Regions from separate parts of the Macaca mulatta genome. Here region 2 is linked to region 1. Evidence: chromatin contacts called from public Hi-C data. All regions are on one chromosome and are shown on one strand. The core of a region is the stretch at or near the end of the contact, and the rest is flanking DNA. Distances in the headings are between cores, read along the strand shown.

The links. Hi-C and Micro-C count contacts between places; a contact is called where the count stands out from the background.
Region 2: a Hi-C map of fetal cortical plate shows a contact between it and region 1, with 3 times the contacts expected there. The contact joins the promoter of P2RX3 here to the promoter of YPEL4 in region 1. A contact is called at or near these places in 5 of 14 Hi-C or Micro-C datasets (CD4 T cells, blood, fetal cortex germinal zone and 2 more).

The regions. Positions count from the first base shown.
Region 1 is chr14:15,746,384-15,752,232 of T2T-MMU8v2.0, forward strand. YPEL4 (yippee like 4) reads left to right here and starts at 1,805. Exons shown (of 5, transcript NM_001261807.1): 1 at 1,805-1,953; 2 at 4,327-4,651; 3 at 4,823-4,866; 4 at 5,210-5,318; 5 at 5,541-5,849. The coding sequence starts at 4,511. The coding sequence ends at 5,630.
Region 2 is chr14:16,066,821-16,072,913 of T2T-MMU8v2.0, forward strand. It overlaps P2RX3 (purinergic receptor P2X 3), which reads right to left and starts at 2,604. Exons shown (of 12, transcript XM_001103269.5): 1 at 2,293-2,604. The coding sequence starts at 2,411. SSRP1 (structure specific recognition protein 1) reads left to right here and starts at 4,733. Exons shown (of 17, transcript NM_001257891.1): 1 at 4,733-4,803; 2 at 5,289-5,461; 3 at 5,876-6,061. The coding sequence starts at 5,408.

The DNA.
Region 1 (5,849 bases), core at 555-3,054:
GTCTCAAAAAAAAAAAAAAAAAAAAAAAAAATGCTGATATCAAGTCAGTAAGTCTTATGTCACATGATAAAGGCAAAAGAAAGGAAATAAAATGAAGATATTTTCTTTTTTTTTTTTTTTTTTTTTTTTTTTGAGATGGAGTCTCGCTCTGTCACCCAGGCTGGAGTGCAGTGGCCGGATCTCAGCTCACTGCAAGCTCCGCCTCCCGGGTTCACGCCATTCTCCGGCCTCAGCCTCCCGAGTAGCTGGGACTACAGGCGCCCGCCACCTCGCCCGGCTAGTTTTTTTTGTATTTCTTAATAGAGACGGGGTTTCACCGTGTTAGCCAGGATGGTCTCGATCTCCTGACCTCGTGATCCGCCCGTCTCGGCCTCCCAAAGTGCTGGGATTACAGGCTTGAGCCACCGCGCCCGGCCAAGATATTTTCTTAGTACAAGTGTATATATGCACAAACATGTTCCTAACAAAAGGAGGAGGCAATACTCATGACAATTACAGTCTTCATTTCTGCAACTGGTCACGTGGTCATAGCTTGTATTGATGACTACTTTCTTTGACTACCCATTCTGTATTCCGTTTGCCTTCAGCTAGCACCTCAGCAGATTATGTTTTTTTAACCTGGTGGAGTGACCCAAACCTTGATTCCTGAAGGGTCTGGGCTGTTTGTAATCCTGCCTGGATTGGGCTGTTGTAGTTTCCCATTGACCTTAATCACAGGGCATGGTAATATTAAGAGACACCCTATGGGATCTCCTGTATTCCATGCATACTTCCTTACCTCCATTGTGGAGCAGTAGACTGATTTCATCTTGATAGTCTGGGTCAGTCACCCCAGCCAACACTGTAACTCCCTTCTTAGCTAGTTGACTTAAAGGTAAGAAGAACCCAAAGTGGACAGGTGGCAATCTTAAATTCCAGTTTAATGGAATCATTGTTGTGTCTCTTGGTGGCCACGTTCCTCCCTCTGGAACTAAGACCTCTAGGCCAGCAGAACATAATGCCGCGGAAACAATTGCTATTTTGGAAACATCTAAATGCATGGGTCTGTACTAGGCATTGCGGTCCTGGGATGTAGAGAGGAATTTCCCAGAAGGCCTGTCTCAGGAAGTTTACAGCCCAATAGAAAATTTCATATAATGTAGGTGTCTCCATTCATGAAGCACACATAATTTGGAGGTAGCTGTTAAGAGGTTTCTGCATGCAAAATGTCATATTGGGTCTATGACTCCTTCAGGAGTATTAAACTGAGGCTTTAAGGCTTGGTACAAGTTTTGGGGCACGGTTTGCCATCCATGACAATTAGTACATCTGTCTTTTCCCTGCTTCAGGGCTGGTGTCCAAGCTGAAATGGGAAAGTGTATCATCTTAAATGTGTGTGTGCTGCCTCACTCTGCATCCATATCTTCCTTCACCAGCCTTGCCACCTCCTTTCCTCTAGCCCTGCCACCCTCACTGCATCTTTGCCCAGCCCTGTCTTCCCCCAGGTTCTTCCTATCTCCTTGGCCACACTGCCTTCCTCCTTAACAACTTGCCTCTCCCCTTGCCCACCATCGCCACCTCGTCCCTCGGCCCCCACTCCTCTAGCCCCATCCTTTGATGCCTGCCCCCTCCCTTCCTTCCGACCCGCCTCCTGTGTCTCCCAGCCCTGCTCTGACGTGGGAGGTGAGGGGGGGTGGGGGGATGGATGACTCACAGTGTTATGATGCAGTTCCACAACACACAGCCACATTCACCCACAGACCGAGGTACAGAACGAGAGACAACCTCTGCCCCCCCAGCAGCTGGCCAGCTTTGCAGCCCCAGTCTTGAGTCCCCAACTACCCTCCCCCCACCCACCCCCATCCCCTTCCCAATTGAAGGAGCGGAAAGAGAAGAGAGAAGAGTGAGCAGAGAGATTGAGAGATTGAGAGAGAGAGAGAGAGATAGACGGAGATCTCTGGAGCAGACCTCAAGGTGAGGGGGCAGCCCTTCTCCAAATGAATTTTTTTTCTCTTTGCAAATTTCCTCCTCCTGCTGCGTGTTGCTTTCTCCCCTTCGCAAAAACATTATTCATCCACCCTTTGTCCTCCCTTCCCCCTCCCTGCTGCCTCCGCTCCTCTCTCTCGGTTCTTCCATCCCTCTCCAAGCTCTGACGATTCCCGCACTTATTTCCCGGCAACTTTGGCTGTAGCATCAGGCATTACTGTTTATTGTTTTGCTGCTGGTGCAGACCCCCAAAGCCTGCCCTGGGAGCTGGCAGTGCTGCTAATTATTTGGACCATACCATACTGAGAATACCAGCCCGGGGGATGCCAAAACCTCAGAGCAGATGAGAAAATCCATTGTGAGCAGGTGTCCCCCTCCCTTTCTTTCCCCCCTAAGAAGCACGAGATTCGCACCTGGTTCCTCCAGCCTCTGCCTCGGCGCCTCTGTTGTCAGCTGTCAGTTGCCCCCGCCAGCCCTCCCTCTCCCCTTCCTCCCACGGTCCAGCCCCATCTCACTTCAGGGGAACATCTCTCCCCAGCACTCGGCTTGCCTTTGTTTTTTCTCCAGTCATTTGCCCAACTTGCTTCTCCCTGTGATCCGAGATGGGTGAAAAAATGACCCCTACTCCCCTTTCTGTGATTCTCTGGCCTTCCTTGCAGCCTCTCCTTGGCTTGACTGGGAATTAGGGGAGAGGGAGGGAGGCGTGACGGCTGGAGGCTGGAGAAGGAGCCCAAGATTGGGGACCCAAGCTGCCCCGTTCCCCATGCCCCTTGAAGGTGTTTCAAGGTAGTGCATGTCAGAGGGGAACTCGCAGGCAAAGTTGAAGGCAGACCTGTGAAGCAGAGACTGAAAGGTGGTCTCTTGGCAAGGAGGGCCCATTTCCTGCAGCCGGAGCCCAATGTCACCCTGAACTCAGCCCAAGGTGTTTTCCTGGGGCCCAGCCAGGAGGAGAGGACCTGAAACTGAAGATAGTCTCTATGGAGGTTTTGTGGAGAGACTGCCTGGCGGCCTTCAGAGAGTGGAACGGCTGGGTGCTTGTGGCCACTGCGGACGACAGGACGAGGACAGTCTGTATGCCCTGGCTAACCGCAGCCAACACTGCCTCGCCTCTGCTTAGTGCTCTAGCATTGCCAGAGTGCCCAGCTGGCATCTCTGAACCAGACTTAGGCTAACCACCCACAGCGGGCTGGGAGCTCTATGAAGCAGAAAGCAGCAGCTCACCTGCTTATCGGAGCCCACAGGGGCCACCTCCCTTCTTATCCTCTCCTCCAGCACCTTCAGCCACTCGGAAGCTGGCGCGTGGGCAGAAGGCAATCTTCCTCTATTCCTAATCAGAACCCAGCAATTACTTCATCTTCAGTCACCCACAGTCACTGCTGTTTGTCCCTGCCCCCTGGGAGAAGGTAGAAACATTTTCTGCCTTGTGCCCCAAAGCACAGCTGTTAAAAATGAGTCCTCCTTCTGCTGTTCGTTGTGGCCGTTGCTCTCACCCTACCACACAGCCCTGCCCAGCCCAGGAATCAGGCTCCTCTGACACGCTACCCATTTCCCATTGGCTCCAGCTGTCAGATTGCCTGAAGAAAATGTATTTTCTGCCTAAGTCTTTAACCAAGGGCTAAGGCAACAGTTAGTAAAGAATAGGAAAGAGAAAGACCAAGGGGCCCAGAGGCTGGGAAGACAGGCAGGTGCTTATTCTGGGCCAGAATGAGTGAACCAAGGTGCGGGAATGGGCGGCCACATGTGAGGGCTTCCGTACTGCTGGAAACAACTATAAAGTTCTAGTGAAGAGCGCAGGACCCTGACCTCAGGAGAGAACTGAATCAGGGTTTGTAAACCTGCCTGCATGCTCCTCCTCCCCTCACCTTACACCTCCCCCGCCAAAATGTATAAAGGATCAATTGTATTGCAAACAAAGGCCATGTAAAAGAAAGACCTTCAGGCATCCCCAACTCTTAAAAGACTCTGATCCCCGGAGACACAGTGCCTACCAATGCCTGTGCGATGCAGAGCCTCACGAAGAACTGAAAACCAAGGAGAGGGCACTTGCAGATGACGTTGCTCCCATGGCAGCGTCTGTGCTCGTGGGCTTCTCTCTGTGGAAAATGGTGGAGGCTGCTTCTGCCCCAGGAGGGAGAAACACCGACTCCCTGGCTTTGGCGCCAGAAAGGATCGGCTGCCAGGTTTGCCAGAGCAGGATGGGGATCCAGGGGACAGGGCAACAATGCAACTGGATGCCGAGGGGGGATCGATGGTGATGGGGGAAGTAGAGGTATGGGTGAGCTGAGCCCCTTTTCCTCCATTCCCTCAGGAGGGGCCCTCCTGAGGTCACGGCTCCCCTGATGTCCTTTCCCCTCTTCCCAGGTGACTTCTATTTCTATCTGGTTCTCGTCTGGGGGGGCCCTCGCCGGGCAGCCCCCCAACACTTCTCCTGCCCTGAAACACGGCTCTAGCCAACCTGCTCCGCTGCTTCACCTGCGACCGTCTCTGCGGGGGCTGCACGGCGCCAGCCCCTCCAGCCCGCCAGGGCATTGTCCTCCAGCCCGTCATGCCCAGCTGTGACCCCGGTCCAGGCCCTGCCTGCCTCCCCACCAAGACTTTCCGCAGCTACCTGCCCCGCTGCCACCGCACTTACAGCTGTGTCCACTGCCGTGCACACCTGGCCAAACACGATGAGCTTATTTCCAAGGTATGTGAAGCGGGACCTGCCATTCCCCTCTTCTCGTGCACCAGGCTAGCCTGAACATCACCCAGGGGTGAGGCAGCGAAGCTCTTCCTCTCTCCCACACACCCCTGCGGGGATTCAGGCAGTGGGGCTGAGGGCTGCTTGGTAGTCACTGTCTGTCCTATGTCTCCACAGTCCTTCCAAGGGAGCCATGGCCGAGCCTACCTGTTTAACTCCGTGTGAGTCTACCTCTTTCCTTGTGCGTGTGCTTGTGCTTATGTGTGAGTGAGTCATTTCCCTGTGGAGAAAGGGGGGAATCCATAAGGTGATCTTGTGCCTTCAGTCTTTGCCTCCCCTTTTGCAAAGGGGTTCTCAGTCTGAAGTTCTCACATGGGGAGCCCAGGGAGAATTGAAATCATAACGTTGGAAAAAGAAGGCCCAGGCTCTAGTCTTAAAGGGGTGAATTATTAAAGGCAGGGGCTGTCCAGTTCTCTCCAGTTGGAAGTTCCCTTGGGCTGTCTGGGGACTGGACTGACAGTGCAATCCCACTGGGTGCTGGGTCCTTCCTGTTTCCTGAGACAGGGTCAACGTGGGTTGCGGGCCAGCTGAACAGCGCCTCTTGCTCACGGGGCTCCACTCGGTAGCTGATATTTTCTGTGAGAGCTGCAAAACCACACTGGGCTGGAAATATGTAAGTACCTGAGGAAGAGGGTCACCCTCTAAAGTGGAAGTCCCCACAGCCCTTCAAGCCCCAGTGACCACATCAGGTCCTTGCATGGTCCAAAGAGGAAAGAAAGAACTAGTTACTGGGTTGGGCTAGGTGGATGAGTCTCGGGGTGGGGGCCGTACAGGTGGCAATGGGGCCTGGAAGGAAACTGCTTTGTCCTACAATCACTGCTTTCTCCTTCACCAGGAACAAGCTTTTGAGACGAGCCAGAAGTACAAGGAAGGGAAATATATCATTGAAATGTCACACATGGTGAAGGACAACGGCTGGGACTGAGGGGCTCAGGCAGGCTGTGCCCTTCCTCCGCATGCCCCTCCCTCCCCACGGCCCTGCCAAGCAGTCTATACCAGCATGAGTACTGCCCCACCCCTGGGGGAAACCTGGCTCCAACCAACCCCTCCCCTGCCTCCACCATATCCACTACCAGGCACCCTTTGGAACAGGGGTCTGGGTGTACCCCAGGGGTGTTAAGGCTCAGGAGTGGGCAGCAGTCAG
Region 2 (6,093 bases), core at 1,354-3,853, 320 kb after region 1:
AGCCACAACGACCTTCCTTTCTTTCCCGTTTGCCAGGCTCCTTCCCTTTGCAGAGGTGGGTTTCTCTGCCCTGAACTCTCTTCCCTCTTTCACCTGGGGTGCTCCTACTCATCCTTCGGGTCTTGGCTAAAACGTTACATCTCCAGAAAACCTTCCCTTACTCCCTGACCAGGCCAAACACCTTCACAGAAGCGGCTCTCCTATAACTGTTCACCTCCAAGCCACAGTTGACATTTCACATTTGTGGACATCATCAGATGAATGCCCATCTCTTGCCTTCCGCTGTAAGCCCCACGAGGGCAAGGACCCTGTCTGCTTTTGCCCACCATTCCGTCCTCAGTCCACAGTGCGTGGCATGCAGAGATGCTGGTACATTTTTGCTAAATTAATGATGGTGGACTCATGAAGTCACAACGTGCATGGGTTCACGTACACGGAGATGGGACTCAGGTCAAGGGACTGGGCTGCAGGGGGCGCTGATGTAACTGGAAGGCAGTGTCTCGTGGGGAGCTGTCAGGCTGGGAGATGGATGGGGTTGGAAATTAAGATGCCAAAGAGCTTCGCATGCTCGCTCCAGCAGGCTGGGCTCCAGCCCTGAGACCTGGAGGATTCGATCTGATCATGATGAGGGAGAGACAAGGGCAGTGGGGGCTGAGAGGGCTGGTCGAGGAGCCCACTCTCTATCCCCCATCAATCTCTGCCTGGAGCCAATGGAGCCAGGCCAGATGGGGAATGTGCTGAGCCAGCTTTTGCACTCACCTGGGCCAACATACCATCTTGTGGCTATAAACAACCACAGCATTGAATATACACGTGAACACAGAACATTTAAGAACCAACTTTGAGCCAAGCTCTGGAGATGCAGACAGCGAACATTTGCAAACCTCGTATCTCACAAAACCTCAACATTGGAAGGGAACTTCATGGCCATTTAATGCTATTCCAAAGCTGGAATCCCTTTTCTAAAATCTCCCAAAGGAGCACTGGATGGTGCAGCCTTTTTACAATACCTGCCCACTGAAGCCTACCAGCACTTGCCCAGCACACAGAGCAAACAATCACCTAAAAAGTCACATCTAGCCACCTTTCCCTCCACACCCTCACATAAACTTCAACTTTTCAGGCAAGCAGGCTTGCATGCAGCTTCAGCCCACAGTCACACAGGATTCTCCTTTGACCCGCTTGAACTAACTCCTAACAGTCAGTGGCTTGCTGCCTCGAATGCACAGACCCATTGTCTCAAAGAACAGCATAAGATTGGAGACCCACACCCCAGGAAAGAAAACCTTCGAGGTTTCTGCCTGTATTTCCTGGTGCCCACCAGTGCGTGGAAATGACCACAAGAAGGATAGGACCTGCATTCTCCCCCAGCCATTGTCTGCTCCAGAGCCCTTTGTGTGTGCGTGCGCGCGCGCCTGTGTGTGTGTGTGTGTGTGTGTGTAGGTGTGTGCTTCCAGGCGGTGGGGGCTGAGAGGGGATGCTTGCACCTTCCTGGCTCTTAAGCAACTGCTAGGATGGGTTACATGGCACCGGGTCAGGGAGAGGTGGGGAACTTAGGCTTTTTGACAAAGGGGAGCATTTCTGGATTCCTGGAGAGGAAGCTGCACTGTGTTCAGAAAAGCTCCTTTTCTCCTTGGCCACTCTTCCCTTGGGCCTGTGTTTGCTTCCTCATCAAGGGGCAGTTCCCTCCTTGTCCTCCCCTTCAAGAGCACAGCGCTTCTCCCTTGCCTTTCTCTCTCTCACCATCTCACCCATCCATGCCGGAAGGAAATTCCTCACTCTGAAATGGGCCCAGTTCTCTCTTTCCCTCCCGGCCACCAACTTGACCAACCTGCCACCACCCCCTTGTCTCAGTACCTTCCCTTCCCTATTTCTGTGCTGTCTTGTCTTTTTGAGGCCCCGAAGAGTTGACTGAGGGGAATTTGAAGATGTGGGAGGGGGTCTGCCTGTTCTCTGGTTGGAGAGATGAGAGCAGGGAGGGTGGAGATGGAGCTCCTGAGCCCTCCCTCGGTGGAGGGCAGTGCCAGGGCAGGGACCCTACTCCTCCGAGTGTGCGTCTTGAAACCACTCTCAACGCTGGAGGATGAACTGGGAAAAGAATTCATCTAGGTGAATTCAGGTCCTAGGTGGGGGTGGCAGAGGCCAGTCTTTAGGACTCGGCTCCACAGAAGAAAGTGTTTCCCCGGGAGGGGAGGAGCTCAGGAAGCTGGATGCAGGTTTCTGAGGCAGGAGGGTGAAGATGGGATGCCAGGCAGCCCACCCCGCCAGGGACCTGAAGGGCCACAGACTCACCCCACAAAGTAGGAGATGATCAGAAGCTGAACTACTCGGTTGATGATCCCGATGGTCCAGCTCTTCACAACCACCGATTTGGTGGTCTCATAGGTGAAGAAGTCGGATATGCAGTTCATACTGAGAGAGTGCTCAGGGGACACTCAGAAGGGGGCCCAGTGGTGGCCTCAGGAGAGGGAGGTCCCACAGGACAGGGAGACAGGATCACGACCTGGAGGGGGCAGCTTAGAGGGGTCGGAGGACTGGGGAGCCTGTCCCTTTAAGCCAGGCAACCCTAGTCAGGTTCTCTCTTCTCTTGATACTCTGGCTTCCAAGAGACCAGGGCGGGGGACCCCCTTTTTGTTCGTCTCCACCCCACTCCCCTGTGATGTCACAGCAGGGGTGGGGTCTCCAATCCTGGGCTCCTGATTGCCTGGGATGTAGCTGGCTGGAGCCCTCTGGGACTAATGTTTTATCTGCACTCTGTCTACTGTTTCTGTTCTGTTCTCTTCTGCAGCATCCTCATCCCAGCTCACCAGCTGCTCACGCTCTCCCTAAAGCCCTTTGCAATTTCCCGTCCCCTAGTCACCTAACAGCCTGCCTGAACTGAAGACCGCCTTCATTCCTGAGTGCCAGCCAAATTCCACCCAGTTCTGCAGCCGTCCCCTCCTTTCCTGAATTGCCCCCAGTGGCATGGGTCAGGGGGAGAGGGTCTCTTGAAAGTTTTTCTGGGTCTTCTGGGGTGTGATGAGTAAAGACTCACATATTTCTAACTCCAGTTGGTAATGAGTTTCACTCTACCTGTAGCATAGCAGTTAGCACTTCTTTTTTTTTTTTTTTCAGTTTATTTATCAAAATCATTTGTTAGATTATGTTTTCCCGAAAGGTTGGGGCTGGGTCTTTCTTTCTTTCTTCCTTCCTTCCTTCTCTTTCTTTTCTTCCTTCCTTCCATTTTTTTTTTCTTTTTCTTTTTCTTTTTTTGGCAGAGACTCGCTCTGTTGCCCAGACTGGAGTGCAGTGGCACGATCTCAGCTCACTGCAACCTCTGTCTCCTGGGTTCAAGCAATTCTTGTGCCTCAGCCTCCCAAGTAGCTGGGATTATAGGCACCCGCCACCATGCCTGGCTAATTTTTGTATTTTTAATAGAGACGGGGCTTCCACATTGGCCAGGCTGGTCTTGAACTCCTGACCTCAAGTGATCTGCCTACCTCGGCCTCCCCAAGTGCTGGGATTACAGGTGTGAGCCACTGCGCCCAGCCAGGGATGTTTTCGTCTTGTTCAAGTTCCTCAAATCCGAGAAGTGTGCTAAATTAGTCATAGGCCCTCAATATCTATCTATTAAACCCAGTTGAATTTATATTGCTAGATAATGCTGGAATAGCCACTACTCAGAGGTTAAAGCTATGAATTCAGGGGAGAAGGGTGCATTCCTGTTGTCTCTTACCTCAGGATTGAGTTAGCAAGCTGGTGTACTGATTGTCAGGGAAATCTTGAGTTTACATATTCTGTACTAATGTCTTCATGTAGGACACATATCATCAATCATTCTGAACATACAGTCACTGTGATTATGACAGAAGATAACTGGACTGGTGGTGGTAAGGAGGTCTGTGTCCTAGCCTTGTTGCCAACGCACTGAGACCCTGGGCAACTCACTCCCCTTTGGGTCTCAGTATTCCCATCAGTAAAAAGAGGTTGGGGTAGAAAAACTAAAATATATTTTCCAGGTCTGGTCTCTGATGTTGCAAAAATGCACTCTGGGACTATATGAGGGAGAGCTGGCTTCCGCAACCCCAGGATGATGTGGTTTCAAATCAGTTCTGGCTCCAAAGTGAATCTGATACCAGGACTTGAACTGGATACGGCCATTTGTCAGCCTCTTGGGGGGACCTATACATTTCGGTTAGGGATGTGAAAATTTTGGGTGTAGACGGCGAACTTGACAGGTCAGCCAGAAAGCAGTGCACCCACGGTGACACCAACACCCGCATTCTCTCCGCAGCCAGTGCGAGAGGTCGTTTCTTCCCACAACTGTTCAAATACTTTTCTTCGTGTTCCATCGACTCCTCTCCATGACACAGAAACTATTTTGCAGAGAAACGGGCACGCATCATTTCAACACACACCCCCACCCCATTCCTGTACTAAGCTAAGTCTGATACAATACAACTACACAATTTCTCTTCAGTATCTAGTCTCCACTGAAGAAGTGTCTGTAGTTTCTAAAGAGCCCTACACAAATTTTCTAGGCAGATTCCACCCGGCTGAGAGAGACTTCACGGCAACCACTCTTCCCTCAGGTCCTCCAGAGTCGCTGACGCTCTATGCGACTGTCTCGCAGGCGGGCCGGGCTCGCGTCTCTCTAGCCAGCTCGTCGTCTCTGTGGCCTGTGCACGGCTTCCGGTGGCGGGACGCGGGGCCGCGCACGCGGGAAAAGCTTCCCCGGTGTCCCCCCCATCCCCCGCCCCACCGCGTCCCCCCAGCGCGCCCACCTCCTGCGCCGGGGCCCTCGCGAGGCTGCAGCCTGAGGAGGTAGGTGGTGGTCGTCCCCCGGTCCCAGGAAGGCAGGGGCGCCCCTCCCCCAAGGGACGCTCGACATGGACCATTCCGCGTTCGAAACCGCGGGGAGCGGGCGAATCCATCCTGTGGGGCGGGGGTGAACCGGAGGCCCGCGGGGTGGTGGGAGCGCTGCGAGGGAAACCCTGCACTCTGAGCTGGATTGGGGCGCGTGCGAGGTGCGGGCTCCGGGCTGACCCTGGGGTTCCGCTGCTCGTTGCCATGGCTCCCGCCAGAGCGGCTAGAGCGGGCATCGGGTTGGGTGTCAGCGGTATTCCAGGCCCGGTTCTCCACCTGGGCTTAGGCCTGGACCCTCGAGCGCTGCAGCGTCCGTCTGTAGGTTTCCAGGCAGAGGAAATCCTGAGACATCCCAGGCGCAGTTGGGAGTTGCTGCTGTGCTCCATCCGTGAGCACAGCGAGGTGCTGTCTTTCATGCTTATCTGTCTTCCTCTTGAATTTAGATTCCCAACCTGCTGAGCATCCGCCCACCCACTCAGGAGTTGGGGCCCAGCCCCCAGTTTACTCGGTTTCCCTTGTGCAGCCTGGGGCTCTGCCCAGGCCACCACAGGCAGGGGTCGACATGGCAGAGACACTGGAGTTCAACGACATCTATCAGGAGGTGAAAGGCTCCATGGTGAGAATGGCTTGGGCAGTTGATACAAGTAGAGAGAAGGAAGGAGGGTAGAGTTTTTGTCCATTAACGAGAGCTTGCTTTGGTAATGTTATTTTGGAAAAAGAAGACTCAGTATAACGTGTACCTAGTGTCTCCCCCAACACGAGGCAATACTGAGAGATAGTCTCAGAGTTATAGGGACCGTATATGCTCTTCAGTTCCCAATTCCTGTTTTACAAATGAGGAAACTGAGAATCTGTTAAGGATTCTAAATACCAGAGCCTGGTGTGGAATCTAGACTCCTTGCACCTCAGCTGTTGCTCCTGCATTGACAGTCTGCCCAGCCCACTCGCAGCTGGAAAGTGTGTTGGGTAGAACTGGACCCAGGACATGCTGTGTACTGTCCCCATGCATCTGGGCCTGCTTTTCTTACAGAATGATGGTCGACTGAGGTTGAGCCGCCAGGGCATCATCTTCAAGAACAGCAAGACGGGGAAAGTGGACAACATCCAGGCTGGGGAGTTAACAGAAGGCATCTGGCGCCGTGTTGCTCTGGGCCATGGACTTAAACTGCTTACAAAGAATGGCCATGTCTACAAGTATGATGGCTTCCGAGAATCGGTGAGCTGTCCCATAGCTATAAACCCCCTTTT